Regions from separate parts of the Hordeum vulgare genome. Here region 2 is linked to region 1. Evidence: chromatin contacts called from public Hi-C data. All regions are on one chromosome and are shown on one strand. Each heading gives the region's core, a stretch centred on a gene start, on an enhancer-like site or on the middle of the called end of the contact. The rest is flanking DNA. Distances are from core to core; before and after follow the strand shown. Region 1 has its middle 170 kb from the start of LOC123426430. Region 2 holds the start of LOC123426431 (probable ribose-5-phosphate isomerase 2).

Evidence for each region. Hi-C and Micro-C count contacts between places; a contact is called where the count stands out from the background.
Region 2: a contact with region 1 is called in a Hi-C map of seedling, with 2.1 times the contacts expected there. The contact joins the promoter of LOC123426431 here to the enhancer-like site in region 1. A contact is called at or near these places in 1 of 6 Hi-C or Micro-C datasets (seedling) and 1 of 1 datasets of contacts at active chromatin or transcription factors (embryo).

Annotation. Positions count from the first base shown.
Region 1 is chr2H:405,079,036-405,083,587 of MorexV3_pseudomolecules_assembly, reverse strand. No RefSeq gene overlaps it. Among protein-coding and RNA genes, the nearest start is that of LOC123426430, 170 kb to the right of the region's middle. Within about 2 kb of position 1,982, at least 3 of the 3 cell types and tissues checked have open chromatin away from gene starts, as enhancers often do. A contact at or near this core is called in seedling, where this site is marked.
Region 2 is chr2H:405,485,035-405,489,586 of MorexV3_pseudomolecules_assembly, reverse strand. It overlaps LOC123426431 (probable ribose-5-phosphate isomerase 2), which reads right to left and starts at 2,499. Exons shown (of 1, transcript XM_045110269.1): 1 at 1,425-2,499. The coding sequence starts at 2,397. The coding sequence ends at 1,627.

The DNA of each region.
Region 1 (4,552 bases), core at 733-3,232:
TCTACTACTAATACTTTGCTCATCGACCGCTATCCAACATGCATTTTGATTATTAAGTAAAACAGAGTAACTCCTTAAGCAAGATGACATGATGCACACAAAGTAAAAAACAACTAATATGAATACACCCCATTGTTTTATCCTTAATGGCAGCAATACAAATACGTGGCATGTCCCTCTCTGTCAGTGGGATTGAGCACCTCAAGATTGAACCCATTACAATGAACCACTCTCGTTGAAGAAAAATCAAACTAGTTGGCAAAACCAACCCGAGATCGGAGAGAAATACAAAACTATCATAATCATGCATATATAAAAGATTAGCAAAGACTCAATATACTTTCATGAATAATTTGAACATAAACTTGTAATTCATCGAATACCAACAAACGCACCGCACAAGAGTGATGACATAAGATAGATCACTAGGGAATCGTGGTGATCTTGGCAATGAAAATCATATAGAGAAAGAGAGATAGACATCTAGGTACTATCTACGGACACGTAGGTCTGTGGTAAACTACTCACACATCATCATGGGAGCAGCAAGATTAATGTAGATGCCCTCCGTGATTGATCCCCCTCCGACAGGACACTGCAACAGGGCTACAGATGGGAACATGGCAGAACTGAAGTTTGTGGCAGCGAAAAAAGTGTGTCGGGAGGCTCTCTAGGGGTTTTCCCCAAATAAGTGAATTTGTATAAAAGAGATCAGGGCCAGAGGCCGTGGGAAGTTGCCCCAGGCCATATGGGCGCGACCGCCACCCTTGGGCGCACCCTGTTGGCTTGGCCCAATCTCGTGTGGCCTCCGTTCTACCTCCAAAGCTTCTCGGTCTTACTGTTTTCTAGAAAAATCATCAAAAAGTTTTAGGGCATTTGGACTTCGTTTGGCATAGTATTCTTGAAAGGACAAAAACATGCAGAAAACAACAAGTGGCACTAGGCACTGGGTTAATAGGTTAGTGCTCAATAATGATATAAAAAATCATATAAATTCTTATAAAACATCCAAGATTGATAATATAATATCATGGAACAGTCAAAAATTATAGATACGTAGGAGACGTATCATTCATATACACGAGCATTATACGACCGGTTGCATCACAAAATTATGTCATGTGACAACGTAGGTGTGACGGAAATTGGAGCTATTTTGATATATAAGACTATAAGGTGGGCTGACCCATTTCATCTAACGGGTCACCCGGTGCCGGCTTTGTTGATCCAAATCTCATTTGAGACCAACACACAAACCCATTGGACTCAAGTTTTTGGATCGGATCAGCAACTCGATGGGCCGACTCGGTTGATTCCCATCCTGACTTTTGGCCTCTTTGTTCCTTCTTTGCGAGTTCTCATCACACAATTGTTAAATAGTTAACTAGATGATGGTGGTGCCATATGTTATGAGCATCAGTACGAGTGGGTGACTCTCATACCGCATGTCGTCTTATCCTCTAGGAGGATCTGCATGCCTGGTTTTCTTCCAACATGATCTTCTCTGAATGATAGATTATTATGGTGTTAAGTAGCATCATTTTCACTTACAAATATTGTATTATATTCAATGCTCAAAATCACCTTCTCTTTTTAAAACTTGGCCTGCGCGAACACGTATTTTTTCGAAGTTCTTGCGGTTGTCATGGAAAATAAAGGGTAAAAAGTGATGCAAGAATTCTAAAATTCCTAGTAGTATGAGATAAGGCCAACTCCAACGTGTTGACCCATTTGATTCGCTAATGTACGGATAGAAATGTTGGCCCAACACGTAAATGCATCCCCAATTTATGTCCCATGACGTCCGTCCAAACGCATTTCCAACTCAAATTGGCTCCAATTTGTGTTCATGCGAATAGGAGATGGACGCCAGCTTGTCCGCTCAGCTTACGCATGGCACCGCACTTTGACCATCCACCTACCACCACTCGTCATATTAAATGGACACGAGCGCGTTTGGACCCACACGCCAGCCTCAACGCATGAGCAGCAAGCACGACCATGAGGCGTCATCCTCGTCGGGAGTGCGAGCGGCTAGCTTCACTATCATCATGTCACCGCCACACGCCAGCCTCAGCGCACGAGCGTCCGACTATACCTACATGTACATAGATGACACTACCACTAGAAGCACCGCATCCCGGCGCTATGGCCGAATAGGAATTTACCCCCCGACTGTCACCTAAACCCCGATAGGCTGCTGATGCCTGCGGTGCCATAGTCGGCCTGCAAGCGAATGGAGGAGATCTGCCACTGTCGTGTTGGCCTAGATCAGGAGCTGCGTGCCTGCCCCGACTATGCGATGGACTTCCCGTACTGGGATGTGTGGTTCGCTAGCGAACAAGAGGCATACCAGCGTCAAGGCATGGGTTCACCCTTTTCACCGGTTGGGCCACCACCGTCGGTGCTGGTGAAGAAGGAGGAGCAAGACACCTACCTGGATGGCCTTGAGGAGGCCAACCAATGGTAGTACGAGTAGTATGCGCTCCAAGGGGAAGCATGGTGGTATGTCCTCACACATGTGTTGGCCGAAAGCACGACCAGCATGGAGACCAATGCGCCGCCGCCACCAACACCCACGCCGGGCGTGAAGGCCTACACGCGGCCGCCACCACCATCCGTATGCAAGGAACCAACATGGGTGACCACGTAATAGTGGACGACCAAAGTGTCGATGTACCTGTCGCATGGTGTAACGCTTCAAGAGTGTAACTTGTCTTATTTGGAACCTTGTGTATGTGGATCCATCTTCACTAGTGGAGAAAGGGGTATTAGAACCGGTTGGTAAGGGCCTTTGGACCCGGATACACATCCGGTGCTACGTATCCGGGACTAAAGCCCCCCCCCCCCCCCCCCTTTAGCACCGGTCTCTTACAAACCGGTGCTAGAGGCCTCCACGTGGGCGCCGAAGAGTGCGCGCAGGCGGAGGACCTTTAGAACCGGTTGGTAACACCAACCGGTCCTAATGGTTTTTTTTCTTTTTTTTCCCTTTTCTTTTCAGGGTTTCCGATTCCGTATTTCGGTGTTTCCGTGTTCCGTATTTTAAGGGTTTTCGTTTACCTGTTTCCGGTTTCGTATTTCCGTTTACGTCTTTCCGATTCCGTGTTTCCGATTCCATGTGTCCGTGTTCCGTTTTTTACGAACACGGAAACGGAAACACGTAATCGGAAACACGTATCCGGAAACACCGATTCCGTGTTTGCGGTTAAGTGTTTCCGATTCCGTGTTTGCGGTTAAATGTTGATGCACCAAATAAAAGTACATATTTACATGTAACACGAAGTACTGGACCGATTATCATTACATAATTTGAAGTTCGTTTCCTATAGCTGTATACTTGCATAGAGAAGGGAGCTGGCTATTGGTTCATAGGATGGAAAAATTCTCCGCCTTCATCTATGACTTGCGTGAGGAGAAATCCTGCCAATTCCTCTGCAACTGCCTTGCAACGTTGGATTGGTCTGAGCATCGCCCGCTTTCGTTGCAGCTTTAAAAGAAGTAGATGAAAACAATTAAGTTATGAACAAAACTAAACATAATTGATGGCAACATAAATAAAGTTGTGAAGATCCGGTTACGTACCTCTAGATTTCTGAAAGTACGGGATTTCTCATTGATAATCCTGTGAATGTACTCGCAAACGTAGTATCCACAATAATCAGTGCCCTGTGGTTGTTGCGGGACGCCCTATATACGAGAACATAATTCAGTCAAATTAATAATAATCAAGAGAATGGTAATGGTATTGAAACCAGGGCACGTAGTACTACTTACTTTGTTAATCTGAAAGTGGAGCTTGTCTGCCCATGTACCGGGTTCTTCCTTGATGAACATTTGCCAAACCCTGGCCGACAAAGAAAAATGAATACAAGAGTTAATTATTACTTACTTGATATCAGGAAATGAACGAAAAAGAGGCCGATGAACGAAAGAGGCCGATATATATATACCTTTGAAGCATCTGACGCGCGCTCTTCCATTTGTCAGCGTCCCAGGTTAACGGGTCCCAGACTTCAACTTGTCCTTGATCGATTCTAATGATGAACTATATGAAGTGGGACCTGCGCACGTGTACACACGCAGTCATGCATACTCATCAATTACACTTAACATCAGGTAAGCAAAATGGAATGTGTACAAGACAGTAACACTCACTTGAATCCGTAGGGCCAAAGTATTTCTTTTTTGGTACTTTGTCGCTTCAAAAACCTTAGCAAATCATCCGGTGTATCCTTGTTGAATTTTTCTATTGTCTCTTGATGAAACGAATACGGTTCAATGAACCCAAAGTCCCAGATTCCTGCCAGCCTGCATTCACGAATCTTCATTCTGCATAGTAACGTACAAAAAGAATGTCTCGTGAGTGATAATTATACGGGCAATGAACGCGAGCTTAACTAAATAATTAAATTACACAAATAGATCACTTACAAACAGTAGCAGCTGACGATAGCTTTGTCGAGGGCACGTTGATTGTACATCTGGAAAAAATCATCGAACCCAACCTCCACACCGTACTCTCCGAAGTAGTGTTGATCCTGAACTGCCGCCA
Region 2 (4,552 bases), core at 1,250-3,749, 410 kb before region 1:
AAAACCAGACATGTTTGGAATGCCTGGGCCGCGTTGGGCGTGTGTACATCCTATACACAAATCCAGACAACGAAATCCGAATAAAATTGTCGTTCGTCTGGAGTGTGTGTTGGAGTTTGCCTAACAAAAGTGTCACTTTCTGAAGTTCTTTGGAATATCATGTCTGCAATGCTGCGCGCTCCAAGATTGCAACCAAACGCCACGCTTTGACGCTACCCCGAGCTTGGTTGAAACGTAATTGCTACACATACGATGTGTTTCTTTGTGTTTCTTTTTGTCCGGCCTGCTGCATTTTGCTTCTGGGTGTGAATGACTCGATCTTCAGTGGCGTACAGAAATCGTATGTGTAGTGTTTTACGTGTAGCATCGTTCTGAAACTTGGGACTTGCAAACTTGGCAAGCAAAAACAGTCCATCCGCGGGAACTTTTACTGTTTCCTGCAGGAAATAACCATTTAATATAACTTTTATAATTGCCGCAGATCAAACATTCTCTAAAACAAAGCCATAGTATGACATCGATGTTTCCACTCCAAACTTTTTTCATTGTTGTCTAAACAGCATAATGATAGGAAAACCCCATGAAACAATTGTGATAATTCAGCAAAAAATTGATCATTTTAAACACAAGCTGTAAAATAGTTCAAACGATTTATGGTAGGACGTTCTGGAGGAGTTTGTATGAACCATAGGAATACCGGAACTTTTAGTCTATACTAAACTTTTTGTGAAGAAGTTTCATGGTGTAGAGGCTTGGGCAAAACTCAATATATTTTTCACTTAAGTTTTTGTGGTCCATGTATTTTTAGATGCAATCAGCAATTTCAATTCTTCAGATCTGAAAAAACACTTACAATTTTAAACTTTGGAAAAGTCAATGAGGGTTACTTCTGTGATTTTTTTAGAACTATTTGCCTAGGAGAAAAATCTCAAAAGTTAGCATATGTAAAATGCTTCAATTTCACTATCCATAATTTTTTACGAAACATTGTCAAGATGTTCTTAGAGGTGTTTTTTTCACGAAGTTTATTTTTTCTTTGCTTGTGTTAAAACTTAAAAGCGAAACACTATTGTCCATGCAAAAAACAAGTGCGGAAAAGAGTGGCTCATTTCGGTGGCAGAAAGGAAGAAAGAAGTGGCAAAAGAAAGTGTCTCCATACAAACGGATATCTAGAAATCTGGTGCACTGAATCGGAGCATTAAACCTAAAGAAAAACTGCCATGCACATTCCATCCATGCCTAGTTGAGACTACTTGATTTGGACTCTATCGGACCGTAGCCAATCCTTTTCCTGTCTTGGATTGGTGTACACAAAACACAGGCACGTCCGCACATGGCTACTACTAAATCGAGAGGGGTCGGACAGCTGATGCAAGCAAAAAATATCAGGCCTAAACATGGAGTCAAAATTGGCAGACGAGCGATGAAGAAAACCGACTTGATAACATTATGGAGCGAAGTCCAAAACTTATTAGCTTCACCACACTAAGCTGGGCACCATCGCATTATACCCATGAATAAGGAGCAATAACAGTAACGTAGAGCAAGTTCACCGCATGAGCAAGAAGAGGTTCTGCTTCAATCTTGGCTTATTGTCATCTCCTCTGCAGATTCTTCCCCAGGCGTCTACTTCCTGCTGAGGACCGCCACGGTGCCGTCCTTCTTGGCGACGATGACCTTGGTGGCCATGCCGAGGAACATGCCGTGCTCGACGACGCCCGTGATGCGCAGCAGGCTGTCGCTGATGTCGCGCAGGTTGCCGTGTATGCCGTCGTCGAAGAACATCTCGACGATGTAGTTGCCGTTGTCGGTGAGGAAGAGGTCCTCCTGGTGGTCGCCGGCCTTGGACTTGACGGTCCTGAGCCTGGCGTGGAAGCCCGGCAATTTGTCGAACACCTTGCGGATGAGGCCGAGCGTGTAGACGCTGCCGAAGGGAACGACCTCGACAGGGACGGCGCCGGTGCAGCCGAGGCGGGGGACGAGCTTGGACTCGTCGACGATGACGACGAAGCGGGCACCGGCCCCCTCGATCATCTTCTCGCGGAGGAGCGAGCCGCCGCGGCCCTTGACGAGGTTGAGGTCCGGGTCGACCTCGTCGGCGCCGTCGATGGAGAGGTGGATCTCGGCGGCGTCGGCGAGCGCGAGCATGGGGATCCCGACGCGCGCGGCGTGCGCCTCCGTCTTGAGGGAGGTGGGCACCCCGGCGACCCCGCGCAGCGCGCCGGTGCGGAGGAGGTCCCCGAGGCGGTCGAGCGCGTGCGCGGCCGTGGAGCCGGTGCCGAGCCCCAGCGTCATGTCGGACTCCACCATGTCGACGGCGCGGTGCGCGGCGACGCGCTTGAGGTCCTCCTGCGTCGCCGCGTCGAGGGCCCGCGGCGGCGAGGCGGCGCTGCCCATGGCGGCGCGGGGGGCGAGGGTTTCTTGGAGGGATTGGGGTGGGAACAGAAACGGGAGGTGGGGGATTTTTAGGAAAGGAGGCGGCGGGAAATGGGAGCCTGTGGTGTGGGGGGAGATGGCACAGAATCGGCAGCATTTATGGGCATCGGAATGCGTGATAGATGCGGCGAATCAGGGACCTGACGCGGTCTTTATTCCCACGCGTTGTAAAATGGAACGGAAATTAATTCTAGGTGTCCTCTACGCTGCGTGCAGCACTCCTCTCCGTTGCTTGCCCTGCAGTCTGCAGTGCCATGATTCACGTTGCTGGGACGACATACGGACGGAGACGGCGTGGTTCATGCTTGATTACTATCATCATCGTTTCGGTGCTCATCTGATAGGCCTATCTTCAGAGGGATGCAAACTTTCTACCACTGCCCCAGTGAGACCATGTCAGATATGAGTATATTGTGGTTCGGTAACTGTCCTTTTTCTTTTATTATATCGAGTGGTTCAGTAGCTAACTTTGATGAACTCAAATTTCAGTTTTTATAGCGCATGTCCAAAAGTTACCTGCCAAATTCATTTATTCAGGTAAGTTAAAAAAAAATCAAAGTGTAGCCCTGTAAAATATTATTCCCTCCTTTTCCAGAATAACTTATGTGGTTCTAAGTCAGTTTCTCACTTCTCAAATCAAAATATAACCTACAAATAGTGAAATGAGTATAGCTTAGGTGATTAACTTTTTTTTTTAACCGCGCTTCTACCCCTTTCCATTACTTTCACATAACGGAAATACATCGGTCCAAGGAACAACAACCGAAAGGAAACATGAAAGGGGAAAAAGCGAGTCCAAAACATCGAAGGGAAACCCACCATGAGCGTCTGTCAACGAGTAACCCACCATGGGGCGAAAACCCAACGACACCTACTCACTACCACAGCTAGTCTAGATCAAAGAGGCAAGTCTAGGAGATCACTCCTAGTCTAGATCAAAGAGGCAAGTCTAGGAGATCACTCCAAAAGCAGCTCACGCAGGAGTAGCATTAACAAAGCACTAATGCAAAATGACGGTAGCAGCAGATCAGTCGACCTTCATCCCATCGAACGTGGCGCAGATTCTCATCAAGTTTGTTGCAGGAGTATTCAACATATTAGCCCCGTGTTCCATGGTCTCCTCGTCCTCTCCAACGAATAAACCTGCCCAATACGAAAAGAATCCACACGGAGAGAACACCACATCAAAAGGGGTGCTCAAAATTTTGTTCTCAAAGGTGGCTGTGTTGTGACTGTTCCATATGGCCCAACACACTGATGCAAGGCCAAATGTATAAAACCCCATATCATCAGTGTCACGCCCCAGATGCGGTCTTATCCTTATTTTTGGCTCGAGGGTCTCGATAAATGGAAAAGAATTATTGGCAAGGGTTTTTTAGGCCAAGATGTAGTAGAAGGCATGGACATTGCAAGTGTGTTTGTGGGTGATTCCAAAAGGGATATTTATTATAGCTCCCTAAAATATTGGGAGGATATGTTATAAAGAGAAATTACCATGTGAATTCCCTCGATTTAAATGGATCAAGAGACCTATGCAATTTATTTATTTGAGAAACATTTTGGTTGGTAAAATTAATGGCATGGTGACATGATGCAATGCAAAAAAAGAAGGGAACTAACATCACACAACAGGCAACCGAGTAATATATAACAAATATACGAAAGTCTTGGTCTTGGGTTGTTACAACTCTCCTCCACTGACAAGAGATCTCGACCCGAGGTCTTAGAATGAGAAGAGGAAGAGATAAAACTAAATTGCTTCTTTGACAAACGAGTGAAACGAACGAAACTTGAAGGTTGCAAGAGATGAAGAATGGCATGAGGAACAAACAAGAAATCAAAATAAATTTGGACAACACTCTCGTAGAAAAGATATGCAAAACTTGATAAGATGAGAATAACTTAAAAAGAGGACACAATGTTGCGGTTAAATGGATAAGCAAGGAAAATAACATGATCTTGACAAAGCCAGACGGTGGGTTGAAGAGAGCAACATCACAAAGGCTCTGGAGTAAAAGAATATGAGCTATATCATTAGAAAAAAAAAGAACGGAGAAGAAAATGACATATTCTATCACAATTGAATTTAAAAAGCATCCTTACAAAGGAAGATTGG